3 separate regions of the Sus scrofa genome follow, and all the other regions are linked to region 1. The links are chromatin contacts, called in public Hi-C and HiChIP or PLAC-seq maps. All regions are on one chromosome and are shown on one strand. Each heading gives the region's core, a stretch centred on a gene start, on an enhancer-like site or on the middle of the called end of the contact. The rest is flanking DNA. Distances are from core to core; before and after follow the strand shown. Region 1 holds the start of PGLS (6-phosphogluconolactonase). Region 2 holds the start of BST2 (bone marrow stromal cell antigen 2). Region 3 holds the start of MVB12A (multivesicular body subunit 12A).

Evidence for each region. Hi-C and Micro-C count contacts between places; a contact is called where the count stands out from the background. HiChIP or PLAC-seq counts read pairs in DNA pulled down with a chosen protein or histone mark.
Region 2: a contact with region 1 is called in an H3K27ac HiChIP or PLAC-seq map of alveolar macrophages. The contact joins the promoter of BST2 here to the promoter of PGLS in region 1. A contact is called at or near these places in 3 of 47 Hi-C or Micro-C datasets (embryonic fibroblasts, epiblast stem cells and fetal heart ventricle) and 1 of 2 datasets of contacts at active chromatin or transcription factors (alveolar macrophages).
Region 3: a contact with region 1 is called in a Hi-C map of liver, with 2.7 times the contacts expected there. The contact joins the promoter of MVB12A here to the promoter of PGLS in region 1. A contact is called at or near these places in 1 of 47 Hi-C or Micro-C datasets (liver) and 1 of 2 datasets of contacts at active chromatin or transcription factors (alveolar macrophages).

The regions. Positions count from the first base shown.
Region 1 is chr2:60,196,063-60,200,562 of Sscrofa11.1, reverse strand. PGLS (6-phosphogluconolactonase) reads left to right here and starts at 2,526. Exons shown (of 5, transcript XM_021083556.1): 1 at 2,526-3,265. The coding sequence starts at 2,978.
Region 2 is chr2:60,302,672-60,307,171 of Sscrofa11.1, reverse strand. It overlaps BST2 (bone marrow stromal cell antigen 2), which reads right to left and starts at 1,866. Exons shown (of 4, transcript NM_001161755.1): 1 at 1,573-1,866. The coding sequence starts at 1,866.
Region 3 is chr2:60,274,007-60,278,506 of Sscrofa11.1, reverse strand. MVB12A (multivesicular body subunit 12A) reads left to right here and starts at 2,535. Exons shown (of 10, transcript XM_021083558.1): 1 at 2,535-2,888; 2 at 3,020-3,118; 3 at 3,251-3,347. The coding sequence starts at 3,091.

The sequences.
Region 1 (4,500 bases), core at 1,277-3,776:
TTGTTGTTGTTGTTTTTGGGTTTTTTTGTTTGTTTTTGCTTTTTTAGGACTTCACCCATAGCATATGGAGGGTCCCAGGCTAGGGGTTGAATCAGAGCTACAGCTGCTGGCCTACACCACAGCCACAGAAACATCAGATCTAAGCTGCATCTGCGACCTACACCACAGCTCATGGCAATGCAGGATCCTTAATCCACTGAGCAAGGCCAGGGATTGAACCCACAACCTCATGGTTCCTAGTCGGATTTGTTTCTGCTGTGCCACGACAGGAACTCCTGGGTTCTCTTTTTAGAGTTGTAAGAGTTCTTAACATATTCAGTACACTCAAATATTATAAGATGGATGATTTCAAATTTCTCCCATCCTATGCGTTGTCTTTTCACTGTCCTGGTATCCTTTCTTGGTATCTTTTGAAAGACAAGAGTTTTTCATTTTGATGAAACCAGTTTACCTGTCTTTTGTTGCTCTTGCTTTTGGAGTCATTGTCTAACCCGAGGTCATAAAGATTTACTCATTTGTTTTCTTGTAAGAAATTTTTTTAGTTTTAGCTCTGACGTTTAGGTCTTTGATCAATTTTAATTTTTATATATGGTGTGAGGTAGGGATCTGTATTAGTTTTCTAGTGCTGCTGTAACAAATCGCCACATACTTAGTGGTTTAAAATAACACCAATTATTTTATAGTTCCTGGAGGTTAAGAAGTCAGAAATGGATTTTACTTGGCTAAAATCAAGGTTTGGTAGGGCCACATTCCCTGTGGAGCTTCTGAGAGAACCCATTCCTTTTCCTTTTCCAGTGTTTAGATACTGCCCATCTTCTTTGGCTCATAGCCTCTTCCTCCGTCTTCAAAGCCAGCAACAGTGGGTTGAGTCTGTTTCATGCTGTCAGTTCTCTGGTCCTCCTTCCACTTTTAGTGACCCTTGTGATTACACTGTGTCCACCCAAGTAATCTCCTTTAAGGACAGTTGATTAGCAACCTAATTCTATCTGCAACCTTAATTCCCCTTGCCAAGTGATCTAACATTCACAGGTTTCAGGAGTTAGGAAGTGGACAAATTTCAGGCCCATCATTTCGCCTACTATGAGGTTCAACTTCATTCTTTTCCAAGTGACAGTCTAGTTGTCCCACTACTTTACCACTTGTTGAAAAGATTATTCTTTTTCCCCTTGAATGGTCCTGGCACCCTTGTTGAAGATCCATTGATGATGGACATATGGTTTGCTGCTTTTATATCACAGCTCTATCCCACTGATATAGTTGTCTATTCTTATGCCAATACCACACTGATGACTGTAGCTTTGTAGTGTTTTGTTTGTTCGTTTTTTGCTTTTTAGGGCCGTAACCATGGCATGTGGAGGTTCCTAGGCTAGGGGTCGAATTGGAGCTATAGCTGCCAGCCTATGCCACACCCAAAGCAACGCAGGATCCTATACCACAGCTCAGGGCAACGCTGTATCCTTAACCCACTGAGCGAGGCCAGGGATTGAACCCTCAACCTCATGGTCCCTGGTTGGATTTGTTCCACTGTGCCACAATGGGAACTCCCTTTGTAGTAATCTTGAAATCAAGATGTTTGAGTCCCCTAATTTAGTTCAAGATTGGCTTGGCTATTCTGGGGTCCCTTGCAATTCCATATGAATTTTAGGATAAGCTTGTCATTTTCTACAAAAAAGTCTCTCGGAATTTTGATAGGGATCGTGCTGTAGCTATAGGCCAATCTGGGGAGGGTTGCTGTCTTAACATTATGAAATCTTCCAATCTGTGAACATGGGATATGTTTTCATTTAATTAGATCATTTAAAAAACTTTTTCAGCAAAGTTTTGATTTTCAGGGTACAAGTCTTGCACCTCTTCTGCTAAATTTATTAAGTACTCTCTTTGATGCTGCTGTAAATAGAATTGTTTTAATTTGCTACTGCTTTTAAAGATGCACTACCCATGCAAATCTCATTGCACTTACACACTCCTAAACTCCCTGGCTTTGATATGTGGTCAGGCTGCCCTGGCCCACCAGGCCTCCTGCCCCTTCCAGCCCTCCTTGCCCATGTTATCCCCTGCATACTCTATCTTATTAACCAAGGTCCACTTGCCGCAGTTCCGGAACTTCTCCAGGCCAGAGCCAGGATGGAGGCTTCTGAGTCCTCAGAGACACAAAGAGGTCTCCAGGGAGAATATGCAGGAGAAATTCAACAAGTCTATTTTCATTCTGTTAACTGAGTTCAGAGAGCTTTCAAGGACTCAGTGAACAAAACAAATATCCCTCGCCTCATCAAGCATACATGCATACATATATATATATATATATTTTTTTTTTTTTTTTTTTTTTTTTTTTGGCTTTTAGGGCCGCACCAGCGGCATATGTAGGTTCCCGGGCTAGGCATCGAATCCGAGCTGTAGTCCCCGGCCTACGCCAGAGCCACAGCAAGGAGGGATCTGAGCCGCATCTGCGACCTACACCGCAACTCACAGCAACGCCAGATCCTTAACCCACTGAGAGAGGCCAGGGATTGACCACGCGTCTCATGGATCAAGCTTATATTTTAAAGAGAGAGAGAGACAACACACACCAAGATAAACACGTTAGAAGGTTCAGGAATTTCAACGTCCACCAAAAATACACCTTCCTCCGGGAAATCTCCCATCTCCTCCCTCCACTCCATCACACCCCAGGTCCCCTTCTAGGAGCCTGGATGCTCTGAATTCCCCTCTGCGGCCCCGCCTCCTGACACTGGGAAGTTGAGCGCACTGCGAGCCTGCTGCAGCCCAAGATAGAGCTTAAACACCCTGCAGAGTGAAAGAAGCGCAGCCAGACAGACTGCACGGCCTGCCAGGACTTCACTCGTGGGACTGCGCATGTGCCTAAGACAGCCGCCCAAAGGCCGGGAGCGCTGTGTGGCAGAACTGGCCTTTGCGCAGACGCACTGGTGGCTGCCGGGAGGGTTTCCGCCTCCCTGCTGCCGCCGCCGCCGCCGCCGCCATGGCCGCGCCGGCCCCCGGCCTCATCTCGGTTTTCTCGAGCCCGCAGGAGCTGGGCGCGTCGCTGGCGCAACTGGTAGCGCAGCAGGCAGCGTGCTGCCTGGCGGGGGCCCGCGGCCGCTTCGCGCTTGGCCTGTCAGGCGGTAGCCTTGTCTCCATGCTGGCCCGCGAGCTGCCCGCCTCCGCTGCCCCGGCCGGGGCCGCCAACCTCGCGCGCTGGACTCTGGGCTTCTGCGACGAGCGCCTGGTGCCCTTCGAGCACGCCGAGAGCACGTACGGGCTCTACCGGGTGAGAGCTACGGGGGCCGCTGGGGGTCACGTTAAGAGGGCCGCCCCCGTCCTACGAACGCAGCTACGGGGGCCCCTGGGGGTCATTTCAAGCTGGCTGCGCCCACCGCCTGAAACCGGCCACGGAGGTCATGCAGGGTCACACTGTGCCCCGCCTCTGTCTGGACTTGAGCTGGGAACTGTCATCTGGGTTCCTCAAGGTCCCATCTGGACGGCACCTCCACTGCCCTCTGGGCGGAGCAGTGGAGACCTTTAAGCCCCTTGATGCTTTATCTGGTAGCCGGCCAGAGGGAATGGCATGGGCAAAAGCGTGGAGGTGAAACAGAGTGCTCCATTGCAGGGTCCTAAAGAAGTTCTGGCGCCAGCAGCCTTGTAGCGTGCAAAAGCATTGAAAGAAGAGCCAGGCAGGAGGGATCTGGTATGTGTCCACTTTGAAAAAAATGCACAACCTGAAAGCTGAGTTAAGTTTTATTGGGGGCAAAAAACAAAATTAGGACCTAAGCCTGGGAGACAGCATCTCAGGTAGCCCTGAGCAACCTCCAAGGAGGCGGGGCTGGGAGGGGCAGGTCGCTAGGGTATATAGGAGAATTTTCAACAAAGGTCTGGTAGTAAGAACAAAAGATTTACACGGAAACCTGATTTACAGAAGACCAGTTTCTATGGGAAGAAGTCAGTGTGTGGCTTTACTGGAATCACTCCGTTGATAGGCACCTCAGCTGTGGGCCAGTCTGCTTTCTTTCTTTCCTGAGTTCCCTTAGGGTTCACCAGCTCACCCTTGGGAGTGGCTGCACTACCAGATAACTGTGATATCTTTTGTCCACTTAACTATAGCTCAGGAGGCAGTATTTCAGACAGCTCTGAAATACTGTGCCAAAGAGGAGAGGGGGACTATCAAGATATGTCATAAAGTTGAAAGGGGAGGTGCATATAGCCATAACTCATTTTATAGAAGTTTGCTGCTGGTCTCCTGAAGGTTACTGCTAGTCACAGACATCAGTCCTCATGAAGGATTTTAGTTTTTTTCTAGATATGAGGAGATGCTTGGGCTCGTGAAATCTTCTAAAGATTTTTAACTCCCTGAAGACCAGTTTTTCAAGAGTACAGGGTGCCTCACTCCTGGTCTCCACACTGAGCTCTGCTCAAGGGGTGCTTCTGGTCAGCAGCTGCAGTGGCTTATGATTTAATTCCTTAGAGGAAGGTGACAAGTGCCAAACTCCAGTTCACATGTGGAACTGG
Region 2 (4,500 bases), core at 617-3,116, 110 kb before region 1:
CCCCCATACCCTCTGCTTTAGCACCTCTCTCAAGAACTTAGATAACAGTATTTAATGCACAATCCTGAGTTGTTGTTGTTTGGGGGCTGCACTTGCGGCGCTGGAAGTTCCTGGGCTAGGGATGGAATCCTAGTCACAGCTGCAGCAAGGGTGAATACTTAACCTTCTGTGTGGGGCTGGGGATCCAACCCATGCTACCACAAAGACAACACCAGATTTTAACCCACTGCACCACAGCAGGAATTCCAATCCTGAGTTGTTTTACGGATGTGAACCCCCACAAAAGGAAGCAATTTTAGCCACTTGGTGGGCATGAGCATGGTCAGCCCCCAGAACTACTGGCATCTAAGTGTTGATAAAGTTAAACCCTGTGAGGAGTCCCTGTTAACCTCCCCAACCAATCAGAGGCTTGTGCGGGAGTGAATCACATACCCTGTGACCTGCCCCCCACTTAGCTTTTAAAAATGCTTTGCTTTGCTGAAAATAAAATAAAATAAAATAAAAATAAATAAAATAAAAAGGAGTTCCTGTTGTGGCTCCTCGGAAATGAATTTGACTAGAAACCATGAGGTTGCCGGTTGGATCCCTGGCCTCACTCAGTGAGTTAAGGATCTGGCGTTGCTGTGAGCTGTGGTCACAGTCACGGCTTGGATTCTGCATTGCTGTGGCTGTGGTGTAGGCTGGCAGCTGTAGCTGTGATTAGACTCCTAGCCTGGGAACCTCCATATGCCATGGGTGTGGCTCTAAAAAGCAAAAAAAAAAAAAAAAAAAAAAAGTAAAAATGCTTTTCTGGGAGTTCCCTTCATGGCTCAGCACTTGACAGGCCCAACTAGCATCCATGAGGATGGCCCTAAAAAAGTAAAAATTAAAAAACAAAAAATAAAAAAAAAAGCTTTGCTGAAACCCTTTGGGGTGTTGGGGATTTGCAGGGGGTGGGGCGGTGGGGCACAAGCCATCCATCTCCTTACACAGCCCTGCAATAAACCTTTCTCTACTCCAGTCTCTGACATCTCTGTTCATTTGGCCTCACTGTGCATCAGGCACGTGAACTTGTGCCTACACAAGAAGAAGACTGAGAGGTCTTCCCCAAACCAGAACATTGTGGTGGAGGGGGAGCCCAAGTTAGAGGCCCAGTGGGAGTTTCAAGGCCCCCCATACAGGGAAGCAAGTTAAAGTTTCAGTCTGTCAGGAAGTAGCAGATGTATGGAGAGCCCCTCCTTTCTTACCGACCTGGTAAGGTTTTCCGTCCCAACCTGCAGAGAGGACTTCGGCTCCCCACCCCTCCACTGGAGCCTGAAGGGAGTTTCTAGCTCCTCACACAAGTGCCAGGGAGTTTGGACATTCCCCCACATCCTAGAAGGGATATTGAGGCACCCTGATTTGGGTGCTCTGGGGAGTTTTAAGGCCCCACCCCACCCCAGGACCCTCGAAAGAGTTTCACAGTCCCCAAATCCCAGTGGAAACATTCAGGGGGCAGTTTCAGAGTCTATCTTGATTGCCATATAGACACTGTGAGAGCCCCCCACCCCCACCCCAAGCCCAGGGCCCTATCTAGGGGATATGGTGGCTTACCACAGTCTGGTTGCAAACGGTGTACTGGGCCTTGGTCCTCTGTAAGACCTCCTGGGCCACAGTTAGCTGGTGCTGCAGATGGTCCGTTTGGTTTTGACATTCCTGCTGTGCTCGGAGGCCATCCTTGCAGCCCTTGCTGTTGGCCTTGACAGCAAAGATGATCAGAGACACCAGCAGACCCACCACCAACAGGCAGAGCAGGAAGACCAGCCACAGCCTGCTGTCTCGCAGGTTTGATTCCCTCAAGCAGCTCACCATGGGTAAAGGGCTGTAGGAATACAAACTAGGTGACATCTGGGTCTGTGCTGAGGGAGTCTGGGCAAGAGTTAGGTAAGAGTGCCTTCTAGGGGCTGGGGCTGCCCCCTTATTAGCATAGGAGCTGTGAGGACCAATGACAAGTTGCTGGAAAAACCCCTGACTTGGAGATGATTGAATGGGGCTACTACAGGCAGAGGACAGCCCAGGCTTTTAGTTTCGGTTTCTTTTTTCGTTTTCCCAGAAAAAAAGGTGAGTAGTTTCTGCCAAATTATGGCCTCGGGCTGAATGCTCGCCAGTGGGATCCTGTGGGAGGGGAGTTGCGGCTGCCTCAAACACCCCATGTCAAGTTCCTGCCCTTCTCCTCCAAGTTTCTGAGGGTGACAATTGCAGTTACTGAGCATCCGGTGCATGCCAGCTTTGTGTTCATCTGTCCCATGACCGGAAGAGGCCTAGGGCATTTTCTGTCCAGTCCCCAGCTGGGGAAAGTGAGGCTGAGAGTTGAGTGTTGGCAGGCTGGGGGCAGGGCCCGGGAGTGATGGAGGAGGCTGGGATTTGAGCTCAGGGGTCTCCGTAGCGACCTAGCAGGTGTTGATTTAGCATCCTTGCCCTGTGGAAAGGACCACAGGGAGCCACCGAGGGTGTGAGAGCCTGCAGGGAAGCCGGAGAAGAGCGGGAGGGACCCACGTGACCAAGGCTGCGGTTCCCACTTTTGGCCACTTGAGGTCAGCCCAGTCAACAGGCTCCAGCCAGGAACAGGCTCATACTTCCAGAATCCGCTCCTGCCGCCTGAGAGATCAAATATTTGCCCGCATGTCAGTTATCAGAGGATGTCCCAGTCCTCAGCGATTGCAGCCACCTCTAAACTGGCGAGCCAGTGAGCCCTAAGGGAACTCAGGAAGGAAAGAAAGAATACCTGCCACCTAGCAGCCATCAGACTGCAGCCACTTCTTAAGGTGAGCCCTGAGGAAAATCAGGAGGTGAAAACACAGGATACTGGCCCCAGATGGCTGAGGTGCACATTGAAGGAATGGTTTCAGTGAGCCCAGACCTTGCATAATCTTCCTGTACACAGAAAAGCACTAAATTCCTAAACTTGAGGTATCCAGTTGTTTGTTTTTTTGGTTGTTTTTTTTGTCTTTTTAGGGCTGCACCCGAGGCACATGGAAGTTCCCAGGCTAGGGGTCTAATCTGAGCTGTAGCCGCTGGCCTACGCCAGAGCCACAGCAACGTGGGCAGCAACGTGGGATCCGAGCCATGTCTGCAACCTACACCACAGCTCATGGCAATGCCAGATCCTTAACCCACTGAGCAAGGCCAGGGATTGAACCCGAAACCCCATGGTTCCTAGTTGGATTTGTTAACAAATGAGCTACAACCGGAACTCCTCTAGTTTTCTTTTATTAGCAGTAGTCTTTTTTCCCTACTGCCTGCCCTTTGTTACCAAACTCCTATATATCCTAGCTCCCCCACCTCCTCTGAGCAGTTTTTTTCAGGGTTACTTAAAATGCTGACTTCAGGAGTGCCTGTGGTGGCGCAGTGGAAAACGGAAACCGTGCCTGCCGTGGGTGTGGCCCTATAAAGACAAAAAAGACAAAAGACAAAAAAAAAAAAAAAGATGCTGAGTTCAGGGCTTAACTCCTCATTTCACCCCCAATAAACTTAACTTTCAACTTTCAGGCTGTGCATATTTGGTTTTTGTCTTTTTTTTTTTTTTTTTTTCTTTTTGGTTGCAGCCATGGCATATGGAAGTTCCCAGGTTAGGGGTAGAATTGGCTGCTGTAGCTGCCAGCCTACACCACAGCTCACAGCCACACCAGATCCTTAACCCAATGAGCAAGGCCAGGGATCGAACCCAAGTCCTCATGAATACTAGTTACTAGTTGAGTTTGTTACCGCTGAGCCGTGAAGGGAACACTCAGGTTGTGCATATTTTTTTAAGTTGACACAACTTAGGATTCCAGGTAAATTTACTGAATTTCAGTTACCTCATCTGTAAAGTGGGACCATAACAGAAGCAGCCTCATCAGGAGGAGCTTTTGAATAAAGAGGAGTTTTGAATAAAGTGCCTCAGCATCCAGTAGGTGTCCAATGGATATGCAGCCCGGTCTGTGGCTCAGGGCAGAAGGAGAGGTGGATAATGTGGAAACATGGCTTCAGAATGAGGAGCATGTTTTGAGGGAGTACAATCTGATCCATTTGTCTTTCTTTCTTTCTTTCTTTTTTTTTTTTTTAAGGGCTGCACCTGTGGCATATGGAAGTTCCCAAGCTAGGGGTAGAATTGGAGCTGTAGCAGCCAGCCTGCATCACAGTCACAGCAATGTGGGATCCAAGCCAGGTCTGTGACCTACTCCACAGCCCATGGCAACATCAGATCCTTAACCTACAGAGCAAGGCCAGGGATTGAACCTGTATCATCATAGATGCTAGTAAGATTCATTTCTGCTGAGCCATGACAGGGACTCCTAATCTGGTCCATTTGGGAGACACTGAACCCAAAGGGCTTGGGGAGCCTCTGGGGATGAGGTAGGAGGTAGCTTGGCCCCTGGGCTGAGAATAGCTGGGACGTGTTAGGCAGAGTAAATTGGGCCTTGCTTCTCTTTGACATTTCAAGGATAAAGCTGAGCTCTGCTGGAGTAGAAAGATAAGAGGACCACTTCAATCACTCCTGGG
Region 3 (4,500 bases), core at 1,286-3,785, 78 kb before region 1:
AGCTATGCTTGATCTGGGATGGATTCAGGTGGCTTCCCCTAGGTTAGGGATATTTGACCACACAGGCACCCCTATGTTGGGAACAGAAAAAACACACTAAATAGAACCAACCCAATCTTACTAGGACTACGGGAAGGGTATTGTTAGAACAGTGCAGTAATTCTGTTTTGTTTTGTTTTGTTTTGTTTTGTTTCATTTTTTGTCTTTTTGCCTTTTCTAGGGCCGCTCCCGCAGCAAATGGAGGTTCCCAGGCTAGGGGTCCAATTGGAGCTGTAGCCAGAGCCACACCAACGTGGGATCCGAGCCAGGTCTGCAACCTACACCACAGCTCACGGCAATACCGGATTGTTAACCCACTGAGCAAGGGGAGGGATCAAACCCGCAACCTCATGGTTCCTAGTCGGATTCATTAACCACTGTGCCACGACGGGAACTCCTGTTTTGTTTTGTTTTGGCTGCCATGGAGTTCCCAGGCCAGGGATCAGATCTGAGCCGCGTCTGCAACTTACACCACAGCTGCAGTGACACCAGATTCTTAACCCACTGTGCTGGGCCAAGGATAGAACCTATGTCCCTGCACTGCAGATATGTGACTGAGCCCCACTGTGCTCCAGTCATTCTGTCATATTAAAGGATAGCAAATGGTTTGGTACTGACTGGTCACGCTGCCCATGTATTTCTTGAGTAACTCTAAATGGGACCCAATGGATATGTGGCAAAAATCTCAGGCCATGGCTTCCACTTTGATGGTCGGGCTGATGCACCCTGGGTGTGGGGAGAGTTGCCAACACCCTCTCCTCAAGGCTGGATGGGCATGTTCTGTTTTCCACTGCTATGATCATTCGGCCACTGTCTTGTCCCCTCTATTGGCCTGGAGGACATTATAGGACACATAGAAGCTCTTATTCAATTAACCCAGCAAGACTTAAATGAGAGCTGACAAAGTCTGCCCTTACTGAATACTGAAACGTCTGTAACGTGAAAAGATGTCCTCCAAAATAGGATGGCCTTGGACATGACTAATTATCCAAGTGGAATGGAAAGTTGTATGTTCATATCTGATCAGACTGGGGATGTAGCATCTTTTTTTTTTTGGCTGCTCCCATGGCATGTGGAACTTTTCGGGCCAGGGATTGAACCTGTGCCACAGCAGTGACAAAACTGGATCCTTAACCCACTGAACCACCAGGGAGCTCTCATGTAGCATCTTTTTTCTTTTTCTTTTCTTTTTTGGCCACCCCACAGCATATGGCATTCCTGGGGCCAGGGATCACATCCAAGCCACAGTTGTAACTTAAGTCGCAACTGGGGGAATGCTGGATCCTCAACCCGCTGGGCACAGGGCTCCAGAGATGCCCCTGATCTCTTTGCACCACAGCAGGAACTCCCCTATAATATCTTTATTAAAGCACATTCGGACACAAAGGAATGCCCTGATTGATTCCTAGCCTCAGGGACTCAATAAATCAGTGCTTCAGATCACAGGGCACTTGGTGCAAAAGTATTCTTATCTTCTTCTTCTTCTTTTTTTTTTTTTTTTTTGTCTTTTTGCCATTTCTTGGGCTGCTCCCACGGCATATGGAGGTTCCCAGGCTGGGGGTCGAATCGAAGCTGTAGCTGCTGGCCTATGCCAGAGCCACAGCAACATGGGATCCGAGCCGCATCTGCGACCTACACCACAGCTCACCGCAATGGTAGATCCTTAAAAAAAAAAAAATCCCCAGAAATAAAAACAGAATATTGGTAACAAAATAAAGTCTAACCCTAAAAGAAAAAAAAAAAAAAAAATGGAGTTCTCGTTGTGGCTCAGTGGTTAACGAATCCGACTAGGAACCATGAGGTTGTGGGTTTGATCCCTGGCCTCACTCAGTGGTTCCCCTTGTGGCTCAGCAGATACTCTGACTAGTATCCATGAGGACGCAGGTTCCATCCTTGGCCTCGCTCAGTGGGTTAAGGATACCGCCATTGCCGTGAGCTGTGGTATAGGCGACAGACCCGGCTTGGATATGTCGTGGCTGTAGCTGTGGTGTAGGCCAGCGGCTACAGCTCAGGTTTGACCCCTAGCCTGGGAACCTCCATATGCCTTGGGTGCGGCCCTAAAAGCACCACACACACAAAAAACCCCCACCATTCCTTGCTAACAGGTGGTACAAAAAACAGGCAGTGGGCTAACCTATGACATTGCAGAAAACTGGAAACTACACAGGAGTAAACCTTCTGTTCCCTAATTTTCCATATTTTACTTCTGAGGGGTGTAAAAGTTTGTCTCCATACTGAGCACTTTCTTGTCTCATTTTAAAAAATGTGTATGTGAACAAGTTCTCAAGTTACACCAAGATTTCAAGGCTCAAGTTGGTCGGTATTTTTATTTAAACTAACCGTTGCATAACTCATGAAAGTCTTCTTTGGGGTGACTTCTGGAATTGTGAGTTTTTCACAGCTCACTCTCAAATTCTGGGGAATACTGACGTCAACTTTGGAAGAGAGGTTGACACTGCAAAGGATTCTGGGGAACGTAGTTCCGGTTTGCTGCTAGCGAGACATTTCCGGCGGAAGTTGATGGGCGTGAGGGGGAAAAAAAAGGAGACAATTTTCCGCAAACGTCGCTCACTGGCACACCTGGGGGACGCACGCAGTTGGCCGACAGCTTTCCCGGAACGCGCAAACGACGCCTCCTGGACTCCCGACCTCGCAAGGCTATCTGGGAGTTGTAGTTCAGTTTCGTGGCCAAACTCCGCCGTCCGGCCGCGGCTGGGAGGTCCAAGGCGGTCCATCGCCTTTGGATCTTGGTTCGGAGGATGGATCCGGGGCCCGGGACCGACGCGGCCCCGTTGGCTGGCCTGGCCTGGTCGTCGGCCTCGGCGCCTCCGCCAAGGGGATTCAGTGCGGTAAGCGACGTCGGGGAACCGGGGAAGTGTAGGGAGAGGCGGTGGCACTAGGGGCGAGGGGTTGAATGGGGGCAGAGGTGGCTGCGGCCAGGTAAGAGCCTGGCTGGCGCTGACCCGCGTCCGTGCCATAGATCTCCTGCACCGTGGAGGGAGCTCCCGCCAGCTTCGGCAAGACCTTCGCGCAGAAATCCGGCTACTTCCTATGTCTCAATCCTTTGGGCAGCCTAGAGGTAAGGGGCGCCCACCTTCGGAATCCCTGGGGTCCTTCCACTCCCCCTGTCCATTCGCGGGGTGCTGCCCGAGGCGTGCCGGTCACTCTTGCTGTGTTCCCCACCGCGTCCCCCCACCCCATCCCATCCCAGAATCCACAGGAGAACGTGGTGGTCGATATCCAGATCCTGGTGGACAAGAGCCCTCTCCCGCCGGGATTCTCCCCTGTCTGCGACCCCGTAGACTCCAGTGAGTCCTGTCGAAGGCGGGGGTGGGGTGGGGCGGGGTTGGAGGTGAAGGGCACATTCGAGTCTCTGCGGGAAAGAGCGGGGAGGGAATGGAGAGACCATAGGCGCGTGAGTTTTGAGCCTTGGCCACCCCCTCGACAGCACTTGGTAATGACAGTGTTGGCTGAGGACTTAGAGTTCTGATCCTGTACGGGGAAAATGTGCCCCGCCCTGCGTAAAAATGTTCGATTGGAAGCCTCTGTTCTAGAGTAAGTGTTCGGTCATTGCGACCTGTTTTATTTAATGTTACTAATACACCTTCTTCTTAGGTTGTAGCCAGGCTGAATCTTGCGCAGTTCTGTTTTACATTTCCAGGTTCTTACACACAGGCTCCAGTTGCCCTGGTGCTTTCCTGACAATGCTGACCACTCTGTTTTCTAACCATCAGGCTCTCCCTGCCTCCTGTGCCTTTTCCATGTATTGTCTTTTATATTTGACTCTCAGCATATATATCTGTTGGTGCAGGACTTGGCAGACTTTGTCTGTAAAAGGGCAGAAAGTAGATATATTAAATTAGATGGTGTCTGTTGCATATATATCCCTTTAAAAATGTAAAAGCCGTGGAGTTCCCGTCATGGTGCAGTGGTTAACGAATCCGTCTAGGAGCCATGAGGTTGCGGGTTCAATCCCTGGCCTTGCTCAGTGGGTTAAGGATCCGGCATTGCCGTGAGCTGTGGTGTAAGTTGCAGACGCGGCTCAGATCCTGCATTGCTGTGGCTCTGGCGTAGGCTGGCGGCTATAGCTCCGATTGGACCCCTAGCCTGGGAACCTCCATATGCCGCAGGTGTAGCCCTAAAAAGAAAAAAAAAAAAAAGAAGTAAAAGCCATGCGTAGCTGGTGAGCCATACAGAAACAGACTTTGGGCCAGATTTGGCTCTTAGGCTAGTTTGCTGACCTCTGGATTAGAGGGCTGGGGGAAAGTGAGTTCTGTCTTATCCCACAGCTACCCTACAAGTGCCTCTCTATGTCACTAAAGACGACCCTGTCCCAATGGGTCCTCAAAGCTGCATGGAGTTCCCTCCTATGGCTTTGCCATTCATGGTTTAACCAGATGGCTGTCTTAAATAGCAGCACCCTGGCCAGTGTCATCCTGGAGCCCTATGGACCCCTTCCCT